Regions from separate parts of the Mus musculus genome. Here region 2 is linked to region 1. Evidence: chromatin contacts called from public promoter capture Hi-C data. All regions are on one chromosome and are shown on one strand. Each heading gives the region's core, a stretch centred on a gene start, on an enhancer-like site or on the middle of the called end of the contact. The rest is flanking DNA. Distances are from core to core; before and after follow the strand shown.

The links. Promoter capture Hi-C pulls out the DNA fragments that hold promoters and counts their contacts.
Region 2: a promoter capture Hi-C map of cranial neural crest shows a contact between it and region 1. The contact joins the promoter of Wdr34 here to the promoter of Rpl7a in region 1.

What each region holds. Positions count from the first base shown.
Region 1 is chr2:26,908,673-26,912,441 of GRCm38.p6, forward strand. Rpl7a (ribosomal protein L7A) reads left to right here and starts at 2,135. Exons shown (of 8, transcript NM_013721.3): 1 at 2,135-2,158; 2 at 2,334-2,454; 3 at 2,750-2,899; 4 at 3,347-3,487; 5 at 3,694-3,769. The coding sequence starts at 2,156. It overlaps Med22 (mediator complex subunit 22), which reads right to left and starts at 1,970. Exons shown (of 4, transcript NM_001033908.1): 1 at 1,621-1,970; 2 at 321-401. The coding sequence starts at 1,743. It overlaps Gm23969 (a small nucleolar RNA gene), which reads left to right and starts at 2,589; the gene lies at 2,589-2,662. It overlaps LOC115489587 (a small nucleolar RNA gene), which reads left to right and starts at 3,546; the gene lies at 3,546-3,619.
Region 2 is chr2:30,047,008-30,050,776 of GRCm38.p6, forward strand. Wdr34 (WD repeat domain 34) reads right to left here and starts at 1,872. Exons shown (of 9, transcript NM_001008498.2): 1 at 1,677-1,872. The coding sequence starts at 1,862.

The sequences.
Region 1 (3,769 bases), core at 885-3,384:
GCCCCACACCGCTGCCGATACCCACTGCACAGACACTGCCTACTGGGCTTTCTCTGCAAGATCAAGAGGCTCACATTTCACACAGGACTCATTCCACCATTTCCTTTTCCATTCGCAAGCAGCCTTGGGAAACCTTCATGTCAACAGGAACAGCTGCCCTCCCTCTCATCACCACCACAGAACGGACAAGGCCCTCCTCCCAGTGCCTATGAGGGCAATCCCCAAGACAGGCTCTGCCCACCCCATTGCTCCCTTGTTTTCCTCTGCTACTCTGGACTCTACCTACAACCCCTCCATGGTGTCTTCCATCCCACACTCACGATGTTGGCTGCTCGAACGTGCATCTCATAATTGTCCTGTTCGCCCTGAGTAGCCCGAGACACCTGCGTCTCATCCTCAATCTGAGGGCAAATAAGAAAAGCCTAGAATCAACACAGGGAGCAGCCACCTGGCTTAGCTGCCACCGCCGCCGCCGCCGCCGCCACCCGCCTTCATGTCTTTACCATAGCCTGTCAGGCCTTCCCGCAGATCCAGAGCCTACTTCCTGTCTAGACAACTGGCAATGTCTCCAACCCCTTCTTGTTCTCTGGGTGACGATAGGTTACTTCATGTCAAAAGGACACTGCCCAGTCTTTGTGACAGTTTATAAGAAATAAAGGGCTAGAGAGATGGTACATTCAGTTCGATTCCCAGCAACCACAAGGTGGGTCACAACCAGCTGCCATAGGATCTGATGCCCTCCCTCTTCTGTCTGATGTTCTCTTCTGTCTTGCAGGTATAGATGCAAATAGAGTCCTCATATACATTAAATAAATCAATCTTTTAAAAAGACATTGACTTATTTAATGTATATGAGTTCACTGTTGCTGTCTTCAGACACACCAGAAGAGGGCATCAGATCTCATTACAGATGGTTGTGAGCCACCATGTGGTTGTTGGGAATTGAGCTCAGGACCTCTAGAAGGGCAGTCAGTACTCTTAACTGAGCCATTTCTCCAGTCCTTAAATAAATAAATCTTAAAAAGAAAGAAAAGATGTTCAATAAAGGATTAAAAAGACAAACTTTCTGATCTCTGAGTTTAAGCTTACAGGTGGACCAGCTGGAGCCTAACACAGACCTCAGTGGGCTTGAGGCTTCTCAGAAATTATTTAAATAGAACAGCATTTCTCAACCTGTGGATTGCCTTTCACAGGGGCTGCCTAAGACCATCGGAAAACACTGGCATTTACGACTCAAAGGGTAACAACAGTTCTGTAGTTGCAACAAAAATAATTTTATGGCTGGAGGTCACCACAACATGAGGGTTGTGGTGTTTAAGGGTTAAACTCACCAGTCATCACAAGAATCTATGGCAAGGGTAAACCTCAGCCCAGGTGGCTAGTGCTCAGTAACTAACGTAGAGCCCTGGCAAACGGGCCAGAGTTCTCCTCTCTGCTCTGTGCTTGTCACTATTTGGCTCTTCTATTTATCTGCTGTCCCATTACTTTTAACGCCTCTTCACTCCTACCCGCACCGGTCAGGTGAGTCACATTCCCTCTGCTTTCCTCACCCCTGTACCCAGGCCCCAGGGAAAACCAGTCCCAGCCTTCTCCAATGGCTTCGGAACAGCTACCACACACCTTGGCGGTCTTGATGATCTCGGTGAAGTTGTCCATGATGGACTTGATGTCGTCTTTGAGCCGCTTGTTGTATGACTGCAGCAGCGTCTCCTTGCTCTGGGGAAGGGCTCTCTGCTGGGCCATGGCGGGCCCTGGACGAGAACCAGTCTGGTCCGGCCCGAACCGAGTACTGAGGGCTGGGGACCGGGATTTCCGATACAACAGCTCCGTCCACGAACACACGCCCGGCAGCAGGCCCTTACGGCGAGGGAACAAAGCACCCGCACGCTCCTTCCCGCGGCTTCCGTTCACTCCTGGCGCCTCCCGCCGCCTCTCGGAGCCTGCGGTCCGGTGCCAGGGCCCGCCCGCCTGGACGAACGCGCAGCCGCGGCCCGACACGCCCCCGCTCAGGCTCCGCCCCTCTGTCAGAGTCCGAAGTGGGTCCTTGTCGCTTTAAATCCGAAATCCCGCGAGGGCGCCTGCTCTCGCGATATCTGCGGCCACTTACTTATCCCCCACAATTCCCTCTTCTTTCTTTCTCCAGCAGCCGAGCAAGATGGTGAGTGTCTCTGGGCCCCCGCGCTATCCGCCTCCATCCGCCGCCCGTCGCCCGTCAGCGGCGTTCTCCGCCGTCCCTGTCTCCTCGGGGTCCCTCGCGGAAAGGGAGCCACAGCGACCGACTCACAGGCAATGACTCCGCTGCCCGATGGCACGGGTTTCTCTCTTCCGTACAGCCCAAAGGGAAGAAGGCCAAGGGGAAGAAGGTGGCCCCGGCCCCCGCCGTCGTCAAGAAGCAGGAGGCCAAGAAGGTGGTCAACCCTCTGTTCGAGAAGAGGCCCAAGAACTTCGGCATTGGTAAGGAGTGGCGTCGGCGTGTCACAAGGGCAAGGCGCCTTGACGGGCAATGGACTGAATGAGAGCCGGGCACCGTCCCGAGCAGCCGCCACTGCGCATGCTCGGCTGGTGTGAGAAGGGGAATGGTGGTCGTGTGCAGATGATGTGACAGAATATTTGCTATCAGATGAGTGGTGATGACACTAGAACCACCAAGATCGCTGATGCACCGACGCCCTCCTGCCCTGGGTACTGCCTCGGCTGCAGGCCGGCCCGAGGAGAGGCCTCGGTCACAGTGTCCCTCTTAACTTCCCAGGACAGGACATCCAGCCCAAAAGAGATTTAACGCGCTTCGTCAAATGGCCCCGCTACATCAGACTGCAGCGGCAAAGAGCTATCCTCTACAAGCGGCTCAAAGTCCCTCCTGCCATTAACCAGTTCACCCAGGCCCTGGACAGGCAGACAGGTGAGGTTCCGGGCCCCAGAGCCAGAAACTGGCCCCGAGTTTGCCCTTACTGCAGTGCATGGCCACACTAATACAGCTATGAAGAGAGAGGTGGAAGGGGGTCCCCAGTCCCTCCACCTGGAATGGGCGGGATTTGGTGAGGAAGCAGTTGAGGAAGGATCCCCGTGTTGACCTCCTGCCGTCTCATCAGTGTACCACAATAGGGTGGTTTTGTTGGGGGATCAGGGTCTCTAGTTGTGGAGCTCAGCATTGCTGCCTGTTTCATGAGTGCTGGTATTAATGGCATGAGCCACAGCCATTCAGGGCTAGGAGGTCAGACACAACTTTTCAATGCCAGGTTAAGTGACAGGTTAGAATTGGGCCTGGGCGTGAGATTGCTGGCCAAGTAATAGCCCCAGCGCCTTTAAAGGGATTCAGGCTTAGAGTCCAATTGAATGTGTTTTCCAGCTACTCAGCTGCTTAAGCTTGCCCACAAGTACAGGCCAGAGACAAAGCAAGAGAAGAAGCAAAGGCTACTGGCCCGTGCTGAGAAGAAAGCTGCTGGCAAAGGCGACGTCCCAACTAAGAGACCACCTGTCCTCCGAGCAGGTCAGTGCTTCCCTGCCCGTCCCCCCCACCCCCCAAAGGGAGGATGGTAAGGCAGGCTGTGCAGTGATGTGTGAATTTCTTCACCTGAAAATATTGTGAAGAGTAAATCGAGCTTTTTAACCCTGAGTCGCAGCTTAGTGGAGCTGCATTTTTGTGACTGCAGCAGCCGGAGCACACAGGCAAAGTGGTTGTGTTGTATGTTCCAGGAGTCAATACAGTCACCACCTTGGTGGAGAACAAGAAGGCTCAGCTGGTGGTGATTGCCCATGACGTAGACCCCAT
Region 2 (3,769 bases), core at 622-3,121, 3.1 Mb after region 1:
TTTTTGGTTTTTTCGAGACAGGGTTTCTCTGTATAGCTCTAGCTGTCCTGGGACTCACTTTGTAGACCAGACTGGCCTCGAACTCAGAAATCTGCCTGCCTCTGCCTCCTGAGTGCTGGGAAAAATAAATAAATCTTTAAAAAAAAAAAAAAAGAAGTTTGACTGAACTAATGATTTCAGTCAGGAGTCTTCCAAACTCTATCTCCTCAGCAAGCAAGAGCTGTTTAGAGCACCCTGCTAGGCCAGGACACAAATCACGGGCTTGCTGCAAGGACACAGTGTACTCTAACATGGTCACGCTTCTTGCTTTCCACGGCAAGGGCTTCCACGTCCCAGGGCACGGAGAAGGGCCTGGAACACAGAGCAGATCAGGGCATAAGACCATAGGCCCACAAGGCTCAAGACAAGACTGCAGGCACCACTGGGGCTTGGGTTGGAGGCAGACTGGTCAACAGCAGTCTTCGTTTGTGAGTTCTTCAAGACTTTACTTGACCTGTCTCTACTTACCCATTTTGGCCTAACCTGGGACCACTCTCCCTTTTCCTCAAGGATTCTCCAGCCCCTTCCAACACCTCAAACAAATGTGCTGACCCCAGCTCCAGAGTCGGCCAGTGCTCACGCTTGATCTGGTCTTCTCAAATGCCACTCAACATCCATTTTTCCAACAGTTCCTCAGCCCTGCTCTGTCGGTAACATGACACACCGATGTGGCATTACAGTACATTGTCTACATACATGGCTTACTGTAATCCTTGCAACCACCGGGAAAGCAGCTATCTCCAGGTTCCCTGCTGATGAATCCCTAACACACCAGTTGGTCAGCATCAGGCCTCCGTTATCTCATTATTTGTATGTTTTTGGGTTACACTAGAAAACCATAGCAGGGCAGTGGTGAGAGAGGCCTTTAATTCCAGCAATCTCTGAGTTCAAGGCCAGCCTAGTTTCCAGAGCAAGTTTCAAGACATCCAGGGCACACAGTGAAACTCATGTCTCACAAAAACAAAAGCAAACAAACAAACAAAAGAACAACAACAAAGGAACATAGAAAACCGTTCAAGCTAGCCCTCAAGGTATCTGACCATTTCAAACACCAATAATGTCAAGTTGAAATGCCTAAAAACTGCTATTCACAAAAAAAAAAAAAAAAAAAAAAACTTCCAAAAATGGCTCAGCTGGTAAGGGCACTTAGCCAAGCATGACACCCTGAGTTGGATTCCCAGGCCCCTCGTGGTGCAAAGAAATAACAACCTTGTGTAAAGTTCTCCTCTGACCTCCACAGGCGCTGTGACACGTGCACGATCCACCATGTAAATTAACTACATGTCATTTAACGACAGCATGGGACCCCTAAGAGTTCTGTTGTCCTGGTTTGCTTTTGTTGTTGTTTGTTTTCGTTGGTTGGTTTCTTTCTCCTCAGAGACCGAAAAAAAGGCTAACGCGAAAGCATCTGTGAGTTTTTTCATTAAAACATGAAAACACGCGGACCAGTGGTGGCGCACGCCTTTCGTCCCAGCACTTGGGAGGCAGAGGCAGGCGGATCTCTGAGTTCCAGGACAGCTAGGGATGGATACTCAGAGAAACCCTGTCTCGAAAAAACAAAAACAAAAAAGCCGTGAAAACACAACGCTGCGCCAGGCCTTCCCGCCCGCGCTGCCATAGCGGGCCCGCGCCCTCACCGTCTCCCCGCGGATCCCCTGGACGCTCCTCCACTGCGAGGGCACGGACGCCACGCCCAGGGTCTCATCCTGAAGAGGCGCAGGCCGCCCTCGCCGTTCGGCGCCGCCAGCCCCGCCAGCAGCCAGGGCAGCAGCTCCAGCGCTTCCAACGCGCCGAAAAGGCCTGGGCGACGCGCACATTGCCATGGCGACGGTCCCGCCCTCTCGCGCCTGCGCCCTGGAACGTGACCTTAGCGGGTTCGCCCCCCACAAACGGAAGTCCGACGAGAGGAAGTGAAGCTGTGGGCGCCGTTTTTGAACTGGTTACAGCATCGTCTTTAAGGCCCAGAAGAAAAATAATGAAAATGTTTATCAGCCAATACAACAAAACCGCAGCGATTTGGGATTGCCCTATGCCCAGAGGCCATTTGGGGGTCCGGAACAGCTCTTCGTGGTATAAGGAAAAGAGCGGAAGTGAGGCGTGGGCTCCAGGTTCAAAGATGGCGCTGAGCGGCCGGGCGCAGAGGCAGGACCGCCGCAGGCCTAGTGGGCCATGCTGGTCCGGAGAACCGGCCGGGCTGGAAGCAGCCGACTACTCCAGAACTGTACTTTGCGCCATTTGAGTTGGCATCATTTCCAATGAATGGAATGAAATAGATCATACACAGATCGAACGTGGGATTGAATGGATGGGAGGCCTAATAATAAATTTACATAAACAATAAAATAAAATGCTTGTTAAATTAAAATTCGAGACTAACCACAGGAGAAGTTGATCTCAATGATAGATGGCCCCAGGTTCAGTCCTCAACACACACGAAATGTTAACTACAAGTTAGTGCGTGCCTATAGTGTGTCAAGCCAAGCACCCAAAGGCTTATGTTTGTTTGGGTTTTTTTGTTTGTTTCTTTTGTTTTTCGAGACAGGGTTTGTCGGTATAGCCCTGGCTGTCCTGGAACTCACTTTGTAGATCAGGCTGGCCTTGAACTCAGAAATCCGCCTGCCTCTGCCTCCCGAGTGCTGGGATTAATTAAACGCGTGCGCCACCACTGCCGGCAGAGGCTTAGAAATGAGTGTTTATCTTATTAAATCCTTAGCCTTCCGTGTGCTTGCTTGTTAGTTAGCTGGTTTGCTTTTTGAAGTGCTGGGGTTGAACCCCGGGCTTTCTGCATGCCAGCTCCTATGTTCTACCAATGAACTACCCCTATAGCTCAATTGTTATTACTCCTGTGCCTCTTACAGTCAGATATGGAATCGTCCAAAGTCACCCAGTAAGATCTTACAGGTGGCTTGCCTGATCCCCCAAACCAAGCCTGGAGCCTCTAGACAACCATCTGCTAGTTTAGGCCTCTGGGTCTATTTCCTCTTTTCTGAGACTAGGAAGCCTGCCGTGGTCCTGTTCTCAGTGCACCACCCAGGGACAGGATGCCCCTCAGCAGAGCAGCCAAGGCCAGGAAGGCCGATTAGATTAGCAGCACTGGGAGGGATAATAAAAAGCCATAGAAAAGTCTTCCTAACAAGGACTGCTTTGCAAACATCACCAAGGATTCCAAAAATCATACTCAGAGCTCAAAGATTAAGAACACTGGCTGCTTGCTTTTCCAAGACACTCAGGTTCACTTCCCAGGACCCTCGTGGCAGCTAATAACTGTCTGCAAGTCCAGTTCCAGGGAGATTTGACACTCTTTCCGGCCTCTGAAAGCCCTAGACATGCACTTGACGTGCAGTCACACATGCAGGCAAAACATCCATAAACATAAAAATAATAAGATATAATTTTTTTAATCACACTTAAAAAGCCCAAAGCTGTGAAAGTCCTAGAGTAATGTCTTAAAACAGACTTGGAACCAACTACGTCCAGCTGAACTGGACAAAGAGGCTTAGAAGAGGCTTTCTTCACCTGGTCAAGGGAAAGGAGAGAGTTCAAGGCATCAAATATGAAAAACAGCTTGTCGGGCGGTGGTGGCACATGCCTTTAATTCCAGCACTTGGGAGGCAGAGGCAGGCAGATTTCTGAGTTCAAGGCCAGCCTGGTCTACAAAGTGAGTTCCAGGACAGCCAAGGCTACACAGAGAAACCCTGTCTTGAAAAAAAAAAAAAAAAAAAAAAAAGCA